2 separate regions of the Anas platyrhynchos genome follow, and region 1 is linked to region 2. A link is a contact called in public Hi-C data. All regions are on one chromosome and are shown on one strand. The core of a region is the stretch at or near the end of the contact, and the rest is flanking DNA. Distances in the headings are between cores, read along the strand shown.

Region 1 (5,347 bases), core at 1,990-4,489, 42 kb before region 2:
GTTTGTGGGAGCCTGTGAGTAAAACGAGTAACACTGGGAGCAGCGCTAGTGATGGAAAGCAAGAGGCCATGTTAGTTTGCATCGTCCAAACAATCAGGTTTTGTTTTTCAGCTGACAAGTGCTAGGAAAAAGCATTCTTTTGGCAATTTCCATTTCCTCAGGTGTACCCACTACAGGCTTGTCCAAAGCACCCCACCGCATGCTGCTTCACCAAGCAGAACAAACACATTAATGATCTTTAAAAATCCAAAGTTAGCAAGTAAAAGAAGAGCTGAATGATTTGTTATGCTCCACTTTCTGATTCACTCTAGAAGTGGTCAGGGTTTCCAACATTTTAGAGCCTGAAAAGCAATCCAGCAGTCTGGTTTTTGTTTTTAACTCTCTGGTTTCTGCCTCTTTCAGCCTTGAGAGCCCCTCGGCACGCACCTCTCAGGCAGGCTTTCTGCACTTCTGATGTTGAGCCCAGGTCAGTGTGCACCTGTTAGAAGCGAGAAAAGAGAAAGCAATTTCCAAGGCTTAGCAGAAGAACATCCAGGTATCTGAAACCAGTTCAGTCCTACATGCAGTCAGTGTGAGTCGTGCTTCCTGCACCTCTCCAGGGTGCCAAGGCAGTGGATGACACCATGAGGAATGAACAATCCCAGTGACCAGATTTGGGTCACTGGGCCATCAGAAACTGCTGTGAGTAAGAAATGATGCATAGAAAAGGGAGAAGAATATGCAAGAAATAGTGTTGTATGCTCATAAATTAAAATCGAAGAAATCAAATCTTAGAAAAAAAAAGTAACAAGATTGGCCCAAATAAAAGACTCAGGCTCTTCTGCACCCAAGTTTTGGTTTTATTCCACCTGTAAGGGTATCTCATTGCCCCTGTCCTCTACCCTGTAGCACAAACACCTTTTAAAACCTAAGAAAATTGTGCAAAAGGGGACTTCTGTGTCCCAGCTGCACCCTGCAGGCTGTGCCCAGCACTTGGGCCTGCATTGTCTGCTCCCGAGCTAAGCTAAACCAGTCTAAGGGGGTCCACATAAGACTCTCCCCATTTATATCACTCTAGAAAAATATTTGGTTAAATCGGTATGATTATCATGTACAGACCTAGCTCCTAATTCCTCTCCTTCTTGAGGCTGTATATGAAATCGGATCGTTAAGTTCACCACGTTGTGTTTGCTTTGGTTTTCAAACCCCAGACGTAAAGAGGCCGTACCAACAGGCTGTGTGCACACATTGGGTCTCCTCACACCAGCGGCCTGGATAAGCACGAACGGCTCTGCAATGAGGATCTCGGAACAGCTCGGTAGTTAATGATCAACGCCGCTCCGAGGGGCGTGCAGCATGAAATGTACACCCAGAGCTCACCTCCAGCGGCAGCCGAGTGGGTTAATGACTGAGCCACCGCGGGCAGGGAAGAAGAGGGAGGAAAAGGCACTGTCCTCGGGGTGCAGGCGCCTTCGAGGAGCGGTGCTGGGTGCAGGCAGGGGCATCGTGTGGGCAGCGGGCAAGCAGGGGACCACGGCGTGCGTGGGGTCCCCGTCTGCGGGGGCCTGGGCCTGGCCCCCACGTCAGCCCTTAGCTGACAGCACGCCTCACGCCATAGCCCGTAGAAACTTGGTGGGTATTACCTTGGTTTATAGCAGCAAGACACCAAGGCAATTCTAATTAGTCCATTTGTGTCCATTTTTGTAGTACTTTAAGGTAATAATCACTTTGGGTTTACAAACAGTCCTTGTGGAAGGCCTAAAATAACTGTCCCTCAAAACCGCTGTGAGCTGCAGGGTCGGTACAAAAACACGGGCTTAAAGCTAAAGGCGAAGTTAAAGGTGTCTGGCCAGCACGTGGGACCTCACAGCTACCCGAAATGCTGCGTTCCTTAGCCAGTGGAGGCGGTGGGCCGTGCCTCTGCATTCGGAGGAAATGATCAATGCAGGATTGTTCTCTTGATGTGCAGCTAAACAACATTAAAGTGGGTTCCAACCTGAAAGAGGATCGCAGCTTAACAAATCGATAGCCTTTGAAAGATTTCGTCCCATATAATTTGCAATTTTCTGTGATCACAGCAGAGTGCTTGTCTGGCAACAACCAAAAATCATTTACCATAAAGGTCTATAGGAAAACAAGCACACTCATCTGGCTGCTAATAAAAGATCCTAGAGGTCAGCTGCTGCAGCCGCACTGTGATATTTGCTCGACCCCATTTCATACCAGCCTTAGAGCAGGAAAGACTTCTAGTAAATTGATTTCCTGAAGCGGAGGTCAACCAAGAGGAAACAGGACGAAGAGAAAGTGAGCCTTGGGGCTGCTTGGTGCGGGGGCACAGGCCAGTGCTGGCTGTCAGTGCAGCCCCGAGCCGGGGAGCAGGGATGGGTGGTGGCAGCCAGCATCCTGCCCCATGGCAGTGTGGTGTCACCGGGCACCCAGGGCACCCAGGCACATCAGGACAGGGTGGGCAGTGGAACCGGGGTGTCCCTGCTGTGCCCAGCGCCTGGCAGGGTGCCTGGGGTGCCTATCCAGCATCCTGAGCACCACCACGGGGTTTTAGGCACTGCTGCCTTGCTGGAAGTGCTGATGTCGTTACACCTGGCATGACACCCATAGCACCAAACCTTTTCCCAAATCCATTTCCCATCTACTTAGACCACCAAAGGCAGAGCTGACTCTGGCCCATAGTTGGCAAAATCAGTTTTCAAAGTCAGATAATTGTTGACAGAAAAAAATGTATCCCTCCCCAAAGGTTAATTTTAACACTTCAATATTTACCATGTAAATGATATCAATTTACGACATTTTCTCTCTTAGTGTATTTTAATTTTATTTTAATTCAGACCGTTTCTCTGTGCCGAAGAGGATACCAATCCTGTACTGTAATCTCAGCAGTGTGCACCCAGAGGTTAAACCTGGCGACCCCTCCTTGGGAAATGTTTTGTGATGTTCTCCCAATTCTGGCGTTGTTCCAGGTGGCATCGCTGTCCCCTCCCCGAGGTGGGGACGGAGCCGCTCTCCCTGGGCCCAGGCCTGCCTGTGGGGCCGTGGCACTGCTGGGCACTGCGGTGGGGACATCAAACCTCGCTTTGCTTGAAGGAGCTACGAGAAAAGCTGCTCCACACCCCGCAGTGTCCTTAATAGCGTCCATAGCTATCTCTTAACAAAATCTGCCCGTGTGGCAGCCGGCAGAGCGCTGCCCCAGCCACTTTTCTCCTTCATCCTCCGCGCTGGGCCAGCTGAGGGACCCAAAACAACGCCCTGGGCACCAGCTGCAGGGCCACAGACACACACACAGACACAGACACGCCTTTTACTGAGCTCGGGCACCGAACCATTCCCCCCCAGCTCCTGACGGGAGCAGCACCGAGCCCGGCCGGGCCCCGCCTGCCGGGGGCGGCCCGAGGAGGCCGGGCCGGCGGCTGCCGTCAGCGCCGTGCCCGCGGGCCGGGCAGAGCGGGGCCGCCATGTCCCGGCACAGCCCGCAGGAGGACAACCTGCAGGGTAAGGCCGGGGGCACCGGGAGGGCCTCCCCTTCCCCTCTCCCCTTCTCCCTTCCCCTTCTCCCTGCCCCCCGGGCCGCTGTTGCCCAGCCCCGGGCAGCGCTCCCAGCCCGACACAAGGCGGTGCCGGGCCCCGCAGGCCTCCAGCTGTGGTGAGCAGCAGGGGTTGTTTATGCCGTGCCCTGAAATGGAAGGTCTGTGGGCTGCAGGAGGCACCCAGCGCTGGGCAGCTCGCCCCCAGCTCCCTGGCGCTCTGGGTTGGCATTTCGTCGTGGGTATGGGCAGAGCCGTGGGTGTGCGTCCCGCTGTGAGGTCGGGCTGGGGGTCAGCAGCCTCTGCCCACCTGCCTGTTGTACAAAACCATCAGGTTTATTCCGCCTCTGTTCCCGATTACACCGAGCAGGTTCCTGGGTAGAGCTCCACTTCAGCAGCAATGGGAATGGCAATGGGAACGGCTCCACGCCGACGGGCCACGAACAAGTGCCGGCCTCCATCTCCATCCACAACGGCGACATGGAGAAAATCCTGCTGGATGCCCAGCATGAGTCGGGACGGAGCAGCTCGAGGGAAAGTTCGCATTGTGACAGGTAAACAACATGCCTCATTGGAAGCAATGTGAAACTCGCCTTCTTTATGCGCAGTGTTCCCATGGGTGTGCTGCTCGAGTACAGGCAACAGTCCTGTTCTGGTGAGGAAAGCCCTGTAGAGCAGGGTGCTGCTGTCATGCTGAAGGGTCAGACCCTGTGCAAGCAGTGTGCTGCTGCCCAAACAGAAACCTCAGAGTGGGGTGGTAAAAAAGCAGTGTGTTTTGTGATGGGTACATTAATTAGGAGTTCTTAGGCAGTTGCTTTAAAAAAAAAAAAAAAGTCCTATATCTAGTGTACAAAGATTTCTAGGAGTATAATAATAATAAAAAAAGACATCTGAGGCACGTGGTCAGTTTTGTTATTTCATGTATTTGATTTTGCTGGGTTAGGAAGTCTACAGCCTAAAGTTTATTTAACTAAAAGGCCTTAAAATAGGCAGTCGGGTGCAGAACCTCCTAGTCTCATCTGGCTAGTTGAATTCAAACCAAAGTGTACGTCTAGGAATAGCTTGCTGCCTATCATTATTTAGTAAGCAACATGGGCCAAATCATACAGCCTTATGGGCGTGTCTCCACGCTGCTGAAAAACAACTCTGAGCAGCAAGCGCTTTGTCAGATTGTTAGGAAATCAAAGATTAATTGAGTGAGGTGGCTGGATTATATCACCCATTGGCAGATTAATCTCTCAGGTTATGGTCAGGGCACCGTAGCTCTTCAGGACAGCTGTGCTTACAAGCTTCATTCACTAGCTTGTTAGTAATCCCATAAACAACGTCATAAAAAATTTAATGAGCTATTTTGTATTTGTGTTTCTCTTTTATCAAGCCCTCCTCGTTCCCAGACACCTCAAGACAGTCATAGAGCTTTGGAAATAGAGAGTCACAGCAGTGGAGAAAAAAATAGCTTTCAGGTAAAAATCTCATTTTCCTTTGGAGGAAGGATTTGTTACTGTCACTGTTTGGAAACCAGTATTGGGAAATCAGCAGCTTCACCTCGTGCAGAGACTTCAGTAGCTCAGTATCTTAAAATAATCTTCTCAGAATCAGGCTTTTAGTAAGTACCTGATTTGCATTGATTTTTTATTTTTTTTTAAATATGTAACCTGAGAGTTTTTCAGAAGGATTAAGGTGCCCTACTCTGTCTCTAAAGACATCTGGGTTCTCAAACACTGGTAGGAATCCTGTTCCGGTGTTTGACTGCCCTCACAGTAAATAATTTTTTTGTGGTGTCCAGTCTGAGCCTCCCCTGGTGCAGTTTTGTGCCATTCCTGTCACTGGAG
Region 2 (6,142 bases), core at 211-2,710:
GTACCACAGCCGTCCAGAAGGAGGGGTCCCGGTGGTTGTCACTTGTCACTTGTCTCCAGTTGCTGGGAAGCTGCTCCAGGAGCCCGGGGGGAGTGGTGTGGCACATGCTGCGTGATGAGGGGTGCAACACTTCTGGGCACTTCTCAGAATTAAAGCACAGCGTGTTTGCCAGGGCTGTTTCTAGTTTAGTGGCTTACTGTTGTGTGTTCGAGTTGCACTTGGAAGAAAGTGACGCTGTGCTCTTGCCACACTTTGCAAGAAAAGCTCCTGACAGAGATGTTTCCAAATGTTCTCTCGAAATAGCATCCTGCCCAGCCAGCTGCCTCGTGCCCCCTGACATATGCTGTGTGAAGCGTTGTTGTTGCCAGCTCACCAGCAGTTGTTTCTTGGCGTGTTTCCCACTATCTGTTTATGATTAAATGAACCCCAGTTCTTGGCTGGCACTCTGATATTGGTCTTTGACAACTAGTGCCTGAAAACAAAGCATGTTCAAAGCGTATTTATATATTTTTTTTTAAATGTAGTGCAAGCCACAGAAATAGCATTTACTGTAAGGAGAGAAACAACCGGTTGGCATAAGGAATCAGATTTCACTAATAGATACATATTACATGCTAATTGACATAAAAAACATCTGATTAGTTCTAGGTGAGAGGAGCAACAGATTTTCCCATGGGATTTTTGCCTCTCTTCCAAACTCCAAAGAAAATCTGCGGTTTAGAAGCTGGAAAGTTACCTTACAGCCAGGTGTTTAGTCTAATTACCTGTATTTCTTACCCTTTGTTTATCAATAAGGTATATAGACGTATGCTGAATTTCAGACGTGGGCTTTAGATTGCACTCTGTTTAAATGTGGCAGCTGCTGCCCTTGTTGCCTTTCCCTCCGCCCCCAGACCCAAATGCCTGCCCTGAGACCTGTCCCAAGTCCCAAACCCCTCTCAGGGAGGTGTCTGGTTCTCACACCACACTCCCTGCACCCAGCCCAGCGAAGCAGGCCCCTTCCCTCGTGGGACAGAGTCTCCCACGAGTCTCCTAGGACTCGTGGCTCAGCTGGTGTTTCTCTTGGCCTCCTGCGACGCCAGTCCCACAGGCAGTGCCGTCACCTTCGCTGGCTGTGTCCCGTGCAGCAGGGCCGTGCCGTGCCGTGCCCTGACGCACTGAGGCCTGCCCCGCTGGCTCGCCCCGCCGGCAAGGGCAGCTCTTCCAGGAAGAAGCAGCACGGCCTCGTTTCTCAGCGCTGCCTTGGCTGCTGCTGCACATTTCCTTTATATATTATGGATAGCTTCTGTATGAGGGAACGGAAGGAGTGATGGCATGTGCTTTGCTCCCTGTTTACAGCTGCAGAGGCAAAACGTGCCCTGGTTAGTCACAGTTTCTCGCCCTGCTTGCCTTCCAATGCCGCTGACCTCGAGTGAACCTCAGGCTGTTTAGGGAGGAAGGAATGTGAGGAGCAGCACAGGGCCGCAGGTACCGCGCTGCAGCCGGCTGCCAGCATGACCTTGGGAACTTCAGCTTCAGACAGCTAAACACAGCCATTTGTTTTTCCCACAAATAGAAACAAAAGAAACTCTCTGATAGCTGAATCACCTCCCGGCTGAAGAAAATGTCTGTTCTATTGTGCTTTTCGTGCTCTGATCCAGTAATTGCTCTCTGGCATTGTAAGGAAAGAACTTGAGCTAAACAGAAACTTCAGGCAGCCTCTGAGCACGGTGTGAACCCTTCTGTACACAACATTTCTTCAGCAATGTCAAAAATGTTGCTGCGGGGAGAGGAGCCTGGTCGCTTTGTAGCCCGGCTGAGGAGCCACCAGAGTTTTCCACTAACTGACACTGGTGCAGATTTGGAGGTGTTTCTGTAGAAGGGGTGCTATTTTCCCTCTGCACGGAGCAGCTCCTGCCTGTAAATGTGCCCTGTGCCTGCCATTCCTCGTGGCGAGTGGTAGTCTGCATCGCTGAGGACGGAGACTCTAAGCATAACCAAGTTAACAGGTTATTGCTATTGGAAGAAAAGCTATTAGGGTTTATTATACTGTAATTTATAATTGGATTTCTTCTGCTTCCTCACTTCTTTTCCATTTTGGCCTGCCTAATTGCATTTTATGTTTAGTCTCCAGGAGTTTGGTCCATTCTTATTGCCTTAATTCGGATATTGCTTGAGCTGTCTGAAGGATACCACCTTCTTCCTTATGTCGTCCTGTATCAGCATGCTAGTGGGCTGTGCTGGCTTTCTCCTGATTCTTTCCAAGCCTTTTTAAGTGATGGTATCCACAGGCTGTGAGTGCTCTGGATGGAGTTAACAGCTTCCATGCCACCTGTAAGGATTTAGTTACCTCAGTTGCTTTACTGTCTACATCTGATGAGCGTCCTTGTTTCCTGTAGCCTGTATTTCTCAAGTTGATTACAGGTTTTAATATATTCTAAGTCTTTGCTCTTACAGGGAGGCTGAACAGCATTAGAGTTGCATGTAATTCTTTCAACTACAGCATTTGAAGTGAGATCTTGCATGTTACCCAGGAGCAAGCCAGGGTTCACATCTCAGTCTGTGCATTCTCTCTGTTCCATAAAACAGCAGTTGGTAGTCCCTAAAATCATGTTTGGAAATTATCCCCTAATTTGGTTTTGGCCCAGTCCATGTAGATGGGGACAAACATGAATGCCCTTACCCTCACATTTCCTGCCCTTTTCCCCTCTCAGACACCCGTCAGCATGCCGACAGCTCGCCTGCCTGGCAGAGCAGCAGTAATTCTGAGCAGTGCCACAGCCTTCACGCTTTGGCCTGTACGTGCAGTCCATGTGGACTCACGGCTGACAGCAGGTTTTCTACTTAATTTTATCATATGCTGTAGCACTACTGCCCCACCAGCATGGTCTGGCCTGTCTTTGCTGCATGTTTTTCCTCACGGTGTTGCAGAATTGCAAGTCTTTCATTATGCCTAAACAGTTTGAGCAGTTGTTTGAAGGCTGAATGACTCCAGGTCCCTGACCACCGCCAGCGGGTGTTAAAACGCTGCCTGTTGCCCCTGGTTGATGCTCTGCGGGGGGGCTTTGGGCCAACGCACCCACAGGAGCCTTGCTTTTCAGCTTCTTTCCTCAAAAACTAAGTCCCTCCTCTGGGTCCTCTTTCCTGTGTCCTGTCGGTGGCACCATTTTGCAGAAATTATGGTTGGTGGGAATGGGCAACAGCTGCTTGCTGTTCCACTTGGAGGGAGCTTTCTTCCTCAGCTGTGGATCTTTGGAAGTTGAGCAAAATATTCTTATAGCAACCCTGTGTGGTTTTGCGTCTGTTTGCCTTCTGTCTTCTGGCTGATGTGGCCCATGGAAACAATTTTAAAGCACAGAGAACATGAAGTATGGCTGCAGACTTGCTCTGCTTGAACATCACGAGGTCGTAATCGCTTGGATGGGAGCCACGCCACATTTTTGGTTCTGAGTTCAGATGGTATGTTCTGTCAAGATGTAAATCTGTTTCTGCATTTCAGCTTTCCTCAGTCAAAGCAGAAAAGTGCCAGCAAATCCTAAGCGTTGTTTCCTATGGGTGTTTTCCTCACTTTCAGCTAGTCCTCAAAGCCCTCAGAAGACCTTTGCTGCTTGCCCTTTCCACGCACAGTTGTCCTCGGTTCTCGGCACTGCTGGGGGCTATGTGGCTTATTTGCATAAAAGCAAGGAATTCGGTCTTGTTTCAAATTAGATTCACATCACTTAAGTTTATTCAGTGCCCTTCCAGTCGCTCAGCATTGCACGGCCGCTGCACCTGGGGAGCTATCGGGAGGGACGGGGTGTGGCAGTGCAGTCTTTCAGTTTAAAACGTGAGCCAAATGTTCACAACCCTGTTAATGTAACGAAAAACAAATACACCTCTGTTTTGTCACTGGCTGTTTTCTGATTTCGTTCTCAGAGGATTAGAAGAACATTCAGTGATCTCTAACCGAAGTGGGCTCTGTTTTGGGGATAGCCAGTGCCACTCCCTTGTGAGGTACCACCCCCCTAGAAATGGCCCATTTTGATATTTTTAGACCTAGGCAGCTGGTTAAGTACGAACATCTTGCTAGAACGTTAATTTTCAACTTATTTTTGACAGGAACTTATTATTTGGTTTGAATGGAATTGCTCATCTCTCTGCTCCCAGATTAAAGCAGGAATTATCCTGATTTCGCAGCTCTGAGAAGATGGATGTCAGACACAGAAGTGAGTTAGTCATATCTGTGATAGCGAGATTTCTGTTCTGTGACACTCTGCTAAATGTCACAGTCGCATTCCCACCCAGCCGCAGCTGCTTCGTTCTGTGCCACTACAATTAAAACTTCAGAATAATTCCAGACATCGCTGGGTTTGTCCAGCCTCGCCCAGGTTTTAATTGCAACTTGTGCATTTTCCAGTGGAGAAGAAAAGTTATAAACCTGTCACAACCAAGTTATGAGTCACTTCTTCAGCTAGGTGTGGCTACAGATACTCCACTCCTTGACTTTAAGGCTACGAAGCCATTACCTACCTTCTGACAGCATGGCAAATCGAGCCCGATAGGGGATTTGTTCAACTCTGAAGTATTTCTTCCTGCGTAAAAATAATCCATGTGATTGACAGAGTGGGAGTTAGGAGAAAAAGAAACACTTCCATCTGAAGAAGATAATATTTGAATCCTACTGTAAACACCTCAGTTAGGAGAACACCTATTTATTTGAACACAGGAATGTTCTGCAAAAATACATGTAGTTATTGAGAAGACCTATATGTGGTGATATACATAAACGTAGGAAATGATGTGTCTTCTCTTTTCCTGCTGCAGCTTTTCTATTTGAAGGTAAAGAAGACATTTTTGTTGTTCTTCTTCTCCTTACTATTCTGATGGTAGGATTTCAGGAGGGGCAAAGCACCAAAGGGCTGTGGATAGCAAATTCATGTCTTAAAAATAAACAAGATTAACAAGCCCTTCTACTTTCATTGTTAGCTACAGTAGGAAATGCATGTTCTGGGGGTGGTCAGCTCATCAGTCTTTGAATCAGGGACAGTGTGAAGTGAAACTCTCCAAGTATGACTTATTTATTTATTTATCTATCTATTTATCTATCTATTTATTTATTTATTAAGAGAGTTGGGACTAAATGAAGTGTTGAAATCCTTTCGCAGCCAGACAAGTATGCTGCCTAATGTGTGTCCAACAGAATGATGTTAGGTTTGGTTGGCTTCCAGACTAATCATCCTTCTAAGATGTTTGATGTTTTGGTAAGCATTAAAGGTATACTGAAAATAACACGAGTGTTTAAGCCACGGTGACATAATGGAGCAAATTCAGTGTTGAAATATGTAGAACTAATGCATGCCAGGGCTACGTCTGGCTGGAGGACCCACAAGGAGTATCTGAAATGCCAGTGGACAGCGCTAACACCATGCATGTCTTACTACAGGCTCAACATGCTGAACTTTAAATAATTGTAAAATTCTTCATTTTTAAGTCTGTCTGCCCTGTGCACATTTTAGCATCGGTGGTGTCCAAAGAGGATTAAATCCCACACCTGTGGAAGTGCCCTGTGTATTTTGGATAACTTTTCCACATGGTTGTGCAACCTCACAGCAGGAATGTGCTTAGGGACAGGGCCAGGGCTGCTGGCCGGGCAGGGCTTGTGAGGTGGTGCGTGGTCTCCCTTCAATGCGAGGAGGTGAAGGGAGCTTTTGTGAGCCAGCCTGCTGAGAAGGGAGCGAGCGTGCTGCCCCTTGGGGCTGCTGTGCCTGCGCAGCCCGCTGGGTGCCTGCTGAGGCTGCTGGGGCTCCGTGCTGCCCGGGGAGGCTTGGGCTGCAAATGGTCGTACAGTCCTCGTATTGCCCCCAGTAGATCTGAACTTTGCACAGCTGCTGCAGGTCCTCCACAATGGTAAAAGAAAAAAAAAAAAAAAAGTAAATAAATGCTATTGCTTATTTATGGCCGTCATGATTTGACCAGTAAAGCTTGGCAGGGAAGAGAATTTGGAGCCTTCAGGTGGGTGCAGGGCTGCAACCACCGAAAATCATCCAGCAAAACATTTCTGGGATATCACAGCAAAGTTGCGGAGCTACAGCCACATGTGGGGCCAGGCTTTGAGAAGAGGAATAGAGGTGAGAGGACTTACCCTACAGCTGGAGTGCTTGAGAGACTAGCTGGTCATCGCAGG

Evidence for each region. Hi-C and Micro-C count contacts between places; a contact is called where the count stands out from the background.
Region 1: a Hi-C map of skeletal muscle shows a contact between it and region 2, with 2.0 times the contacts expected there. The contact joins the promoter of JAKMIP3 here to the enhancer-like site in region 2. A contact is called at or near these places in 3 of 8 Hi-C or Micro-C datasets (liver, skeletal muscle and subcutaneous adipose tissue).

The regions. Positions count from the first base shown.
Region 1 is chr6:40,771,319-40,776,665 of IASCAAS_PekinDuck_T2T, reverse strand. JAKMIP3 (Janus kinase and microtubule interacting protein 3) reads right to left here and starts at 3,239. Exons shown (of 24, transcript XM_072039938.1): 1 at 1-3,239. It overlaps BNIP3 (BCL2 interacting protein 3), which reads left to right and starts at 3,327. Exons shown (of 6, transcript XM_027459845.3): 1 at 3,327-3,483; 2 at 3,886-4,069; 3 at 4,894-4,978. The coding sequence starts at 3,447.
Region 2 is chr6:40,726,744-40,732,885 of IASCAAS_PekinDuck_T2T, reverse strand. No RefSeq gene overlaps it. Among named protein-coding and RNA genes, the nearest start is that of PPP2R2D, 6.4 kb to the left of the region's middle. Within about 2 kb of position 1,460, at least 4 of the 8 cell types and tissues checked have an H3K27ac peak or open chromatin away from gene starts, as enhancers often do.